Regions from separate parts of the Mus musculus genome. Here region 2 is linked to region 1. A link is a contact called in public promoter capture Hi-C data. All regions are on one chromosome and are shown on one strand. Each heading gives the region's core, a stretch centred on a gene start, on an enhancer-like site or on the middle of the called end of the contact. The rest is flanking DNA. Distances are from core to core; before and after follow the strand shown. Region 1 holds the start of Gtf2h1 (general transcription factor II H, polypeptide 1). Region 2 holds the start of Ticrr (TOPBP1-interacting checkpoint and replication regulator).

Region 1 (4,884 bases), core at 1,015-3,514:
GTTAGTAAAATAATAAGCGTAATCATGAGGATAAATAAAAGAATTCTGGAAATCAATTCTAGTCAAAAAGAAAGTCACCAACACCATACATGTGTACAAACACACATACAATTCTCCTAAAGGATAACAGCAAGTCAAAGAAAACTTCCTAAAGAAATACTCCCAGGCCAGCGTTTGTTAGGAGGGAGGGAAAGGCAGCTGGCAGAGCTGAGACAGCAAAAGTGCTGGATGCGGTTTAGAATTACCCACCTTGGACTTTAGTCCTCGGTTAAATATAAAATGCAAATTTGGGCTCAAGGTACAAAACACTTCCAACTCTAAACCAAGGAACCTAAACCCAAGACAGTAGGTCACAGAGTCACGGAAGGATTTAATGAGGAGTTTGTACAGTTTCTGTAAAGTGTATGGGCAGATGCTAGGATACAGAGATGTTAAAGTAAGGAGTGATAAGTCAGTGAAAGTCAAGCCTTCCTACTACCCAGGAAATCTGTGGGAAGAAGAAACCTCTCTCTTGACATTCTGAATAGAGGAGACTTAAAACTGACTTCTAGCTAGTACTCGTTAAAAGCAAATGTGATCTCATCTCTTCTTTTCTAAGCTTCCTCTCCCATCTTACCCTATTATTCAGCTATCCTGAACTCTTCCCTTCCTTCTTCTGTCCATAAATGTGAATTTCTGGAGCCTTAATTATGCGGTTCATTAAATATTCTCAACCAATAAGTTTTCTAAAAAACTGAGCTTAAACATTACCTCTGTGTGCTACTAGGAAGAAAAAACTTTAAAATGCTAGCTTCTTAGAAGATGGCAAATCAGTGAACATCTACCATCTTTTTAAAAGGTTGGCTTTCCCAAGGGTCACAATGCTAAAAATAATAATAATAATAATAATGATAAAGGCAAACGTGGAGGAGGAAGAGGAGGGCCCAAGAAATGGTTTATTGCTATGCTTGGTGATCCCAGGGGCCCAAGAACTCACAGAAAGATAGGAGAGAACCAATTACAAAAAGCTGAGGTGTCAACCGGGCAGTGGTGGAGCACACCTTTAATTCCAGCACTTGGGAGGCAGAGACAGGCAGATTTCTGAGTTCCAGGCCAGTCAAGTATATAGAGTGAGTCCCAGGACAGCCGGGGCTACACAGAGAAACCCTGTCTCGAGAAAACAAAACAAAACAAAACAAAAAAACAGAAACAAAACAAACAAACAAAAAAAACAGAAACAAAACAAACAAACAAAAAAACTGCGGTGCCATGCCACCTTCTCCCCCAATAATAAATGAAAGTAGAATTTATGTGAGATCGAAACATCTTTCTCACTTCCCAAGATTATTTTTATAATTCAAGAGTGGTAGACAGTGATTGCTGCTCACAAAGCCAAAGCAAACCATGGTGTATCTAATCCCACAAGGTGCGTGGAAGGAAAGGCTCGAAAGACGCAAAGTAACAACGATTGAAGAAATTATGCAAAGGGGAGTTAATAGACTTTATTTCCACAATAGGAACTTCCTTATCCAATAATGATCAGGAAACTCTACCTCAGAAAACTTAACGACTCGCTCATGCTTGCATGCATTCATTCATTCAACGTTCTAAGTGCCTACCGTGTTCTAGGCCCTGGAGGCGCTGCTGGAGATGAAGGATGCGCAGCAGACCAAGTCCCTGACCACAAGGAGCTCCCGTCAATCACAGCTAACTTTTATGACTTTAAACCGCAGCTGTCACTCTGGAGAAGTCCAGGAAGCAGGTTTTCCAAGCCAGGTTCACAGAACCTCAGGCTGACTAGCGGGCCGAGTTCCGCCCCCCCCAGAGACCAGCGATCGCTTTCACCGAGCAGGCTCCACAGACACTCAACACCCCTTGACAGCGGAACCTGAACCTCACACACCCTGTCACCCCGCCCCCTCCCTGGCAACGTCATCCAGGGGCGCCAGGGACCGGAGGAAAGCGCTGTTAACGGCACTTCCTCGTCACGTGACGATCACGCCCCTCCCCGCGCGTGCTCCCTCCCCCTCCAGCCGCGGGTCGCGATTCCGCTCCCTGCGGCCTGCAGTCTGGGAGCCGCCTCGGGCCGACGACGCACCACGGAGCCGGACCGGATGCTCTCTAGGGAGAAAGGCGAGCCAAGCCGAATCCCCGAAACTCTCCGCCGCTCGAGACCGGAGGAGGAGAAGCGAAACAGGCGGGAATCGGTGGGGGAGGGCGGGAGCTAGCGGAAGGTGTCATGGCGGCCGCGGTGGTGGTCACGTGCTCCGGAGGCCCGCCCCGGCGTTTCCGGTCACGTGCCCTCAGCGCCCTCGCAGCCAGCGATGGAGGCGAGACCCCCCGGCAACAGAGGCGGTGGCGACGGCTGCGGCCGCAGGGGTTCAGCCTCCTCCGTGCAGCGGCTGTGAGAAGCGCGGCGGAGGCAGATCCGACGGGACGCGCTTCCCGCGCCCCAGACCAGAGACCGTAGCTCCCACCTGGTAAGTTGAGACCGAAGAATGGGGTTGGGCGGGCGTGGAGGGTCTGACAGGCCCCGGGGGCGCGGGGCCAGGCGGATCGAGCCCTTCGCTGTAGTCGTCTCCACGACACTACAGGCTGGCTGTGTGGTTTGCCTTTCTTCTCCCGGAATGGGAAGGAGGTGCCCTGACCCTTAATCTACTGCCCGAAGGCATTAGGTTCTTCCGCTGGGAGGGACTGGAAGGATCAGACTCACCTGAGAACGAAGGAAGTGAGGCTTCTCCGAGACACCGAGGCCCTTCCCGTTAGGGAGCCTGCCCGGGAGAGGCTTTCTTTTCCTGTTAAAGAAGTCCTCTAACCTTGGTGTCCTCGTGCCTTCTTGCTTCCACCTGTCATCCTGCTCTTCAAACTGTTATTAAAACTTGAGCCACGCACCCAGTTCTAGCTATGACCAGTTTGACAGTCATGTAGTGTAAAGTGAACCATCAATACATGGAAGTATGTGATTATTTTTATAAATTCTCCAGTGTTCTTAGAAACTAAATTCATGTGAAGTTGACCTCACATGTCTATTTTACCATCTGCAAAACAAGGGTGGGGAAAAGATGTTAAAACGTATGCCCAGGGCTACAGTGAAATGGCTCAACTGGTAAAGGTGCTTGCTGCCAAACCTGAGTTCCATCTCTGGGACCCACGTGGTGGAGGGAGAACCGATCTCCGGAAGTTGTGTCCTCAACGTATACACAGTTTAATTTGGGATTTTTGTTTGCTTGTTTTTGTTCTTCGTTGTTGGCTTTTGTTTGGTTGGTTTGGCTTTCTGTCTTTTGATGTTGTCCATTTAAAGACACCAGTTTAAAATATGGTAAAACAGGTTTCTGAGTTAGGAATGCAGCTTAAAGCTAAGAGTTCTTGCTAGGCACCTGTAAGATCCTGGGTTTCATTTCCAGAACTGGCAAAAAAAAAAAACAGGACTGTAGGTAGAGCCCAATGTAAATTGCTTGGTAAGCATGCAGGCCTGGGTACAGAAAACTGGCTTGAAGCACACTAAGGGCTTGGCTCCAATCAATATTCTCAATATCTAGCCTTGTGACTTCCTTTCCTTCCTCTCCTGACCCTCCATTTCCCACACAGGTTTTCTCTGTATAACAGCCCTGACTGGCCTTGAACTCACAGGGATCGATTGCCTCTGATTCTTGAATGGTAAGATTAAAGGTGTACACTACCACACCTAACCCTAGACTTGTGATTTCCTTTTTTTTTTAAGTTGGTTGATTTTACTACTGTATATTGGTGTTCTGTCTACCTGTGGGTTTCTATGGTGGTGTCAGATCCCCTAGAACTGGAAGTATAGTTGTGAATGGCCATGTGGGTGCTAGAATTGAACCTTGGGTCCTTTGGGAGAGTAGCCGGTGCTCTTAATGGCTGAGTCATTGCTCCAGCCCCAGTGATTTTCAAACATTTTAAAGACATGAAACATTTCTTCCATGAATTTATGCCTGGAATTCCAACATAAAACTACATCGAAGCTGGGAGTTCATGGCACAGGCCCTTTTTTTTTTTTTTTTTTTTGGTTTTTAAGGACACCTAAAAACATTTTGAAAACCACTAAGCCAAAATTATCAACCCTAATATTGTTTTTTTTTTTTAGATTTCCTTATTTTATGTATATAAGTACACCATTGTTCTCTTTAGACACACCAGAAGAGGGCATCAGATCCCATACAGATGGGCATGAGCCACCATGTGGTTGCTGGGAACTGAACTCAGAATCTCTGGAAGAGCAGTTGGCACTCTCAACCACTCAGCCATCTTTCCAGCCCCCAACCCTAAAATTCTATTTATTCTCTTGTTTTTTGTTTTGTTGTTTTGGTTTTGTTCTATTGGGGTTTTTTGTTTGTTTTGTTTTGTTGTTTTGTTTTGGTTTTTGGTTTTTAAGAGAGGGTTTCTCTGTGCAGTGCAGCCTTGGCTATCCTAGACCTCAATCTGTAGACCAGGTTGACCTGGAACTCACAGGGATCCCCCTGCCTCTGCCTTCCAAGTATTCCATTCAGGGATCATTTATTTCCATAATTCATTACCCTTTAAGATCCTTTGTTGTTGTTCTTGTTGTTTTTCGAGACAGGGTTTCTCTGTATAGCCCTAGCTGTCCTGGAACTCACTTTGTAGACTAGGCTGTCCTCAAACTCCAGAGTGCTGGGATTAAAGGCATGTGCCACCATGCCCAGCTACCCTTTAAGATTCTTAAAAACCAAAACTAGAGTATTCACATGAAGAGATAAATACAAGGCAGAAATAACCTCTAGTGATAGCCCAGTGGCTTATGAAAACAGCTCAGGAAAGTATTTTGAACCTATTTGTAGGTTTTATTTTGTTTTGAGGGGTGGGGGTCCTCCAGTATAACAAAAACTGGCCTTGAACTCTTGGTAGCACCTGCCTCTGCCTCCCAAG
Region 2 (4,884 bases), core at 678-3,177, about 33 Mb after region 1:
TGCAATCCCAACACTGTGAAGGTTCAGGCAGGATGACCTAAGAGAATTTGAGGCCAATCTTGGCTACAGAGTAAGGCCTTTTATTAAAAATAGAATACTGACAACAGAAATCTAATAATCCTCATTAATTCCAAGATTTATCTAGACAACTTAAGTGTAAGATTTGATTAGATTGTTCTTTTTATTTCAAAATATGGCTGGCAAGCTATCATTCTAGAAATGGTGTCGTCTCCATTATTTTTATATATTGATTTATAATTATATTAGGAACATTAATAATATGTGGCTTACTTACTTTCATAAGGCCACATGTCCTTTTTTTTTTAAGTCATTTAAGTTAAAACTCAATCAGATAATCCCAAATCCTCTTACTGTGGTACCAATAGGAAACACATATGAGGGGCTGAAGAGATGGCTCAGTGGATTAAAGCATTTGCTGCACCTCCAGAAGATCTGGGTTCGATTCCCATCATGCAAGGCTGACTCACAATCAGCTGCAACTCCAGTTCCAGGGGATCCAACACCCTATTCTGATCTCTGAGCACAGGCATGCACATGTGCAAAACGCCCATACACACACACACACACAAAAAAAAATCCACTGGCCAGAGATGAGACCAAGAGGGAGCATACTTGCTAACAACATGCCAGGCTGGGAGTTCCATCCCTAGCAACACCTCCCTGCCCCCATATACAATAAAGTTAAAAAGAAAGCGGGAGGGGGGAGGAGGAAGACACGAATGAGTGTTGGAGATGTTGGTTCAGTGCTTGACTGTCCAGCATTCAGGAAGTCTTGGGTTTGATCCCCAATACCCCATAAACTGCGTTTGGTGCAGGGGCATGTCTACAGTCCCAGAACTAGGAAGGTGGAGGCAGGATGATCAGAGAAGTACAAGGTACAGTTTGAGGCCAATTTGGAATATAAAAGAAAGTCACAAAAACAAACACACAACAAAAACAAGTAAAACAAAACCAAGACTTCAGAAAACACTAATCTACTGAATGGATGAGCTGTAAGAAGGCGGGTGCTGGAAATCGGACGTTCTAGTGTTTTTTTCTGCACCCATTGGACTGGCTTGCGTACTCTCTGGTGTGTTCACTCCTTAGTTTGTAAAACAGCCTCCCCAGGTGCTCTGCAGACGTCTGATTAGGTATCTTTATATTACATTTTCCTACCTAGGACCCGTATTGCTCTTCTGTCACTTCTCTTTCTTCCCGAAAACACTTCCCTGCCTTCCAGACCTTTACAATAGAGTATCCGAGGTCCTTCCACTATGCTCCAGCCTTGCTAAGTAGCCCCTGCTGGCTTGGAACCTGCGATCCTCCTACCTCCGTCCCTCGAGTTTGAGGATTATGAAATGTTCCTTTCGTCTTTTACAGAAAAAAAAAATTAAGCCCTCCGTCATAGGCTAAAAGACTTAAGAGTAGTCTAAAGTGAACTTGACTCAAGCATCCTAAACCCCTCACTGTGCACATCCCAGGCTTCAGGGTTCTAGTAAACACGCCCCGCCTTCCGCAGGCGACACACACACTCACGTACGCGCGCGCGTGTACAGACACACACACACACACACACACACACACACACACACACACACACACTCACTCACACTCACACTCACACACTCACACTCACACACTCACACTCACACTCACACTCACATCTGCGCACAGTAGCCCAAACGAAGGCTTCCGCGCCCACCGCCACGCCCCCGAAGTACCGCCTCTTTAAATTTTAAAACGAAGGCTCAGGCCAATGAGAACTACATTTCTCCCGGAACTCAGCGCCCCGCCCACCGCCACACCCTCCACCAATCAAGCGGAGGTCTTCCACACGCCTTCCAGTTAGGGTTAAAGAGGGAAGTGCTTACGTAACTTACGTTCAGCCTGCAGCCAATAGGAGCCGAGTTTGGGTACCAGCTCCTCCAATAGCTGCAGCTGTCGGAGAGCGCGGGAGCCTTCGGAGCAGGGCCTCAGAGAAGCGGGCAATGGCGCTGGTTCTCTGAAGAGAGTGCTTTACCTCAGGAAGGGCCACGCGCGGCCGGGCAGAGGGAGTCCCGTGGCGGCCGAGATGGCCTGCTGTCACAAAGTGATGCTGCTGGTGGACACAGCGGGCGTCTCTGCTCCTCATAGCCCGGCCCGACGCGCCGCCCTCCGGCTCCTCACTTACCTGAGCTGCCGCTTCGGCCTTGCCAGGGTCCACTGGACCTTCAAGTTCTTCGACTCTCAGGGGGCACGGAGCCGGCCCTCCCGCGTGTCCGACTTCCGCGAGCTGGGGAGCCGCTCCTGGGAGGACTTCGAGGAGGAGCTGGAGGCCAGGCTGGGGGATCGCCCTCCCGGAGCTCACCTGCCGGGCCCGACGCCCAGAGCCACCCACACGCACGGTGCCCTGATGGAGACGCTGCTCGACTACCAGTGGGACCGGCCGGAGATCACGTCGCCCACCAAGCCGATCCTGCGGAGTAGCGGCAGGAGGCTGCTGGACGCCGACGGCGAGGCCAGGGAGGCCCAGGCCGCGCTCGGGGGCTTTGGGAACGCCGTCTTCCTCCTGGCGCCCTGTCCTCACTCGCAGAGGGAGCTGCTTCAGTTCGTGTCCGGGTGCGAGGCACAGGCTCAACGCGTGCCGCTCACCCCCAAGCAGGTGATGGAGAAGGTGTTGCCCAAGAGAGTCCAAGAGGTTATGATCGCCCGAAATATCACCTTGTACTGGGTGGACACCACCGAGCGATCTAAGGTAAGGTGAGAAGCAGTCTGGATCCGGTCCGCAACTCCCCGACAGCTGAACTTGTCAGGCTCCGTAAAGTGCCACAGACCCAGAATGAACCCCGTGTGCCTTCCGAGGGAAACCCTTGCGGGTCGCAAAGGACAGCGTTCCTCCAACAAAATGGGTAGATTCTGGGTACCTATTAAATCCGAGTGTGGAAGAGCCTCTGCGCTTTGGTACCTGGGTGCTTTTGCGTCCTTAGTTTTGCTACACAGCACTTGTATTCCAGCATGGTGGAAGCCTGGTTCAGCCAGGCTACAGGACTTGGCCGCTTGTTTTGTCTAGTGCTGCTGTGTCTTCCTGGACCTCTAATCCTCTCCCTCTGAGGCAGTAGAAACCTCTCTTAACCTTTGTTGTTGGCCCGGCCTGATGACGCCCCAGCCCTCAGGAGGCAGAGAGGCAGGTCTCTCTCTAGTTCTAGCCTCCATCCAGGTCTATGCAGAGAGGCCCCATCTCCAAAACAAAAGCAAACCCCTTTGTTGTTGTGGCCTGTGCTCTTTCTCTATTGTGTTCCAGTTGGACACACCAGACACACCTGTCATCTTCCATTTATTCTAAAAACACCACCTCAATGACTGTCCATGGAAAGCTGAGGCAGGACTGTCACAGTGCAGGGCTAGCCAGGGCTGCTAGATCTTGTTTCAAAAAAAAAAAAAAAAAAAAAAAAGCAAACAACAAAAATCTCACAGTTACAGGTCTTAACTCCGTTTTGTATTTCCCCACAATTTAACATTGTGTTGAGGAAATATTTGCTGATTAAATTAATCACTTTTGGGGGGAGGGGGAGGTTCGAGATAGGGTTTCTCTGTGTAGCCCTGGCTGTCCTGGAACTCACTTTGTAGACAAGGTTGGCCTTGAACTCAGAAATCTACCTGTCTCTGCCTCCAAAGTGCTAGGATTAAAGGCGTGGGCCACCACTGCCTGGCTATTTTCGGGGTGTGTGTGTGTGTGTAAATTAATCACTTTTTACAAACTTAGTCTTAAAACAGCTAATTTGGATTTTTTTGAAGCAGTGATGCTTCTTGCTTGAGTAAGTGCTATGATAAATGTGTGTGTGTGCTTGTTTTGAAACAGACTAGTGTAGTGTAGTGGCCTGGAGCTCTGTGTAATGGATGATAAACTCTTGGTCTCCTGCTTTCATATGTATATAAAGATTTTTTTTCCTGTTACATCATTTAGTAAAGATATATGCACTACTGAGGTACTCCATTGAGTACATCCTACCCTGCTTTAGGTGCTGGAGATATGGTGGTAAATAAAGTGTATTTTCTAGTTTGGAAGATATATTAAACAGATGTGCAAATCAACGATGATTTCAAAACTTGCTCCAAAGAAAAAAGACTGAGTGAGGGAGCAGCTGGTTATTGTACTTAAAGGTGGACTTAGGGAAGAAGGCCTTTCTTACAGACTTGAACAGTGAATGAGGAAGAATGTGAAGGCCGGGAAGACTAATCCAGACTTAGCAAAGGTGTGGGTGTAAAGGGTATGAGCTGGGAGTGAACTTTGTATTACAGTAGAAAGGCGAGGAGCTCTGAACCCAGGAAAGCAATGGGGAGGACAAAGTGAGAAAGAACTGGCCAGTCCTCCAGGCCAGGCTTGAAACAGATCAATGAGAAGATTTAGAAAGTGGTTTAAATAGGTGAAGAGCTACAGGTAATAGAACTACATAGCTCTGCACCAGGAGTTGATTAAGTAGCAAGATTACAGATGAGAAATTAACAATGGTCATACAGAATGTTAAGATTCAGGGGAACAGTTGGGGGATAAATATGATCAAAATATATTGTAAGAACAGCTCCAAGAATTAATTTACAACTTTAACTTTATTTTGCGTGTATGGGTGTTTTGTCTGTGTGTACTTCTATGAGTTACCTGCAAGGCTGGTGCCTATGAGGGCCATAAGAGATTGATTTCTAGGAACTGGAGTTATCTGTTGTTTTGAGCTGCCATGTGGGTGCCAAGAATTAAATCTAGTTCCTCTGAAAGAGCAGACAATACTCTTAACTGCAGAGCCACCCCTCCGGCTCTAATAGAAATATAGTGTTAAAGCTGGTTGAATGATGCCTTTAATCTCAGACTTAGGCAGAGGCCAATGGATCTCTGAGTTCAAGGCCAGCCTG

What was found. Promoter capture Hi-C pulls out the DNA fragments that hold promoters and counts their contacts.
Region 2: a contact with region 1 is called in a promoter capture Hi-C map of second pharyngeal arch cranial neural crest. The contact joins the promoter of Ticrr here to the promoter of Gtf2h1 in region 1. A contact is called at or near these places in 3 of 39 promoter capture datasets (the HPC-7 cell line, cranial neural crest and second pharyngeal arch cranial neural crest).

The regions. Positions count from the first base shown.
Region 1 is chr7:46,793,830-46,798,713 of GRCm38.p6, forward strand. It overlaps Gtf2h1 (general transcription factor II H, polypeptide 1), which reads left to right and starts at 2,265. Exons shown (of 15, transcript NM_008186.4): 1 at 2,265-2,459. Hps5 (HPS5, biogenesis of lysosomal organelles complex 2 subunit 2) reads right to left here and starts at 2,052. Exons shown (of 23, transcript NM_001005247.2): 1 at 1,599-2,052.
Region 2 is chr7:79,658,269-79,663,152 of GRCm38.p6, forward strand. It overlaps Ticrr (TOPBP1-interacting checkpoint and replication regulator), which reads left to right and starts at 1,928. Exons shown (of 22, transcript NM_029835.1): 1 at 1,928-2,734. The coding sequence starts at 2,072.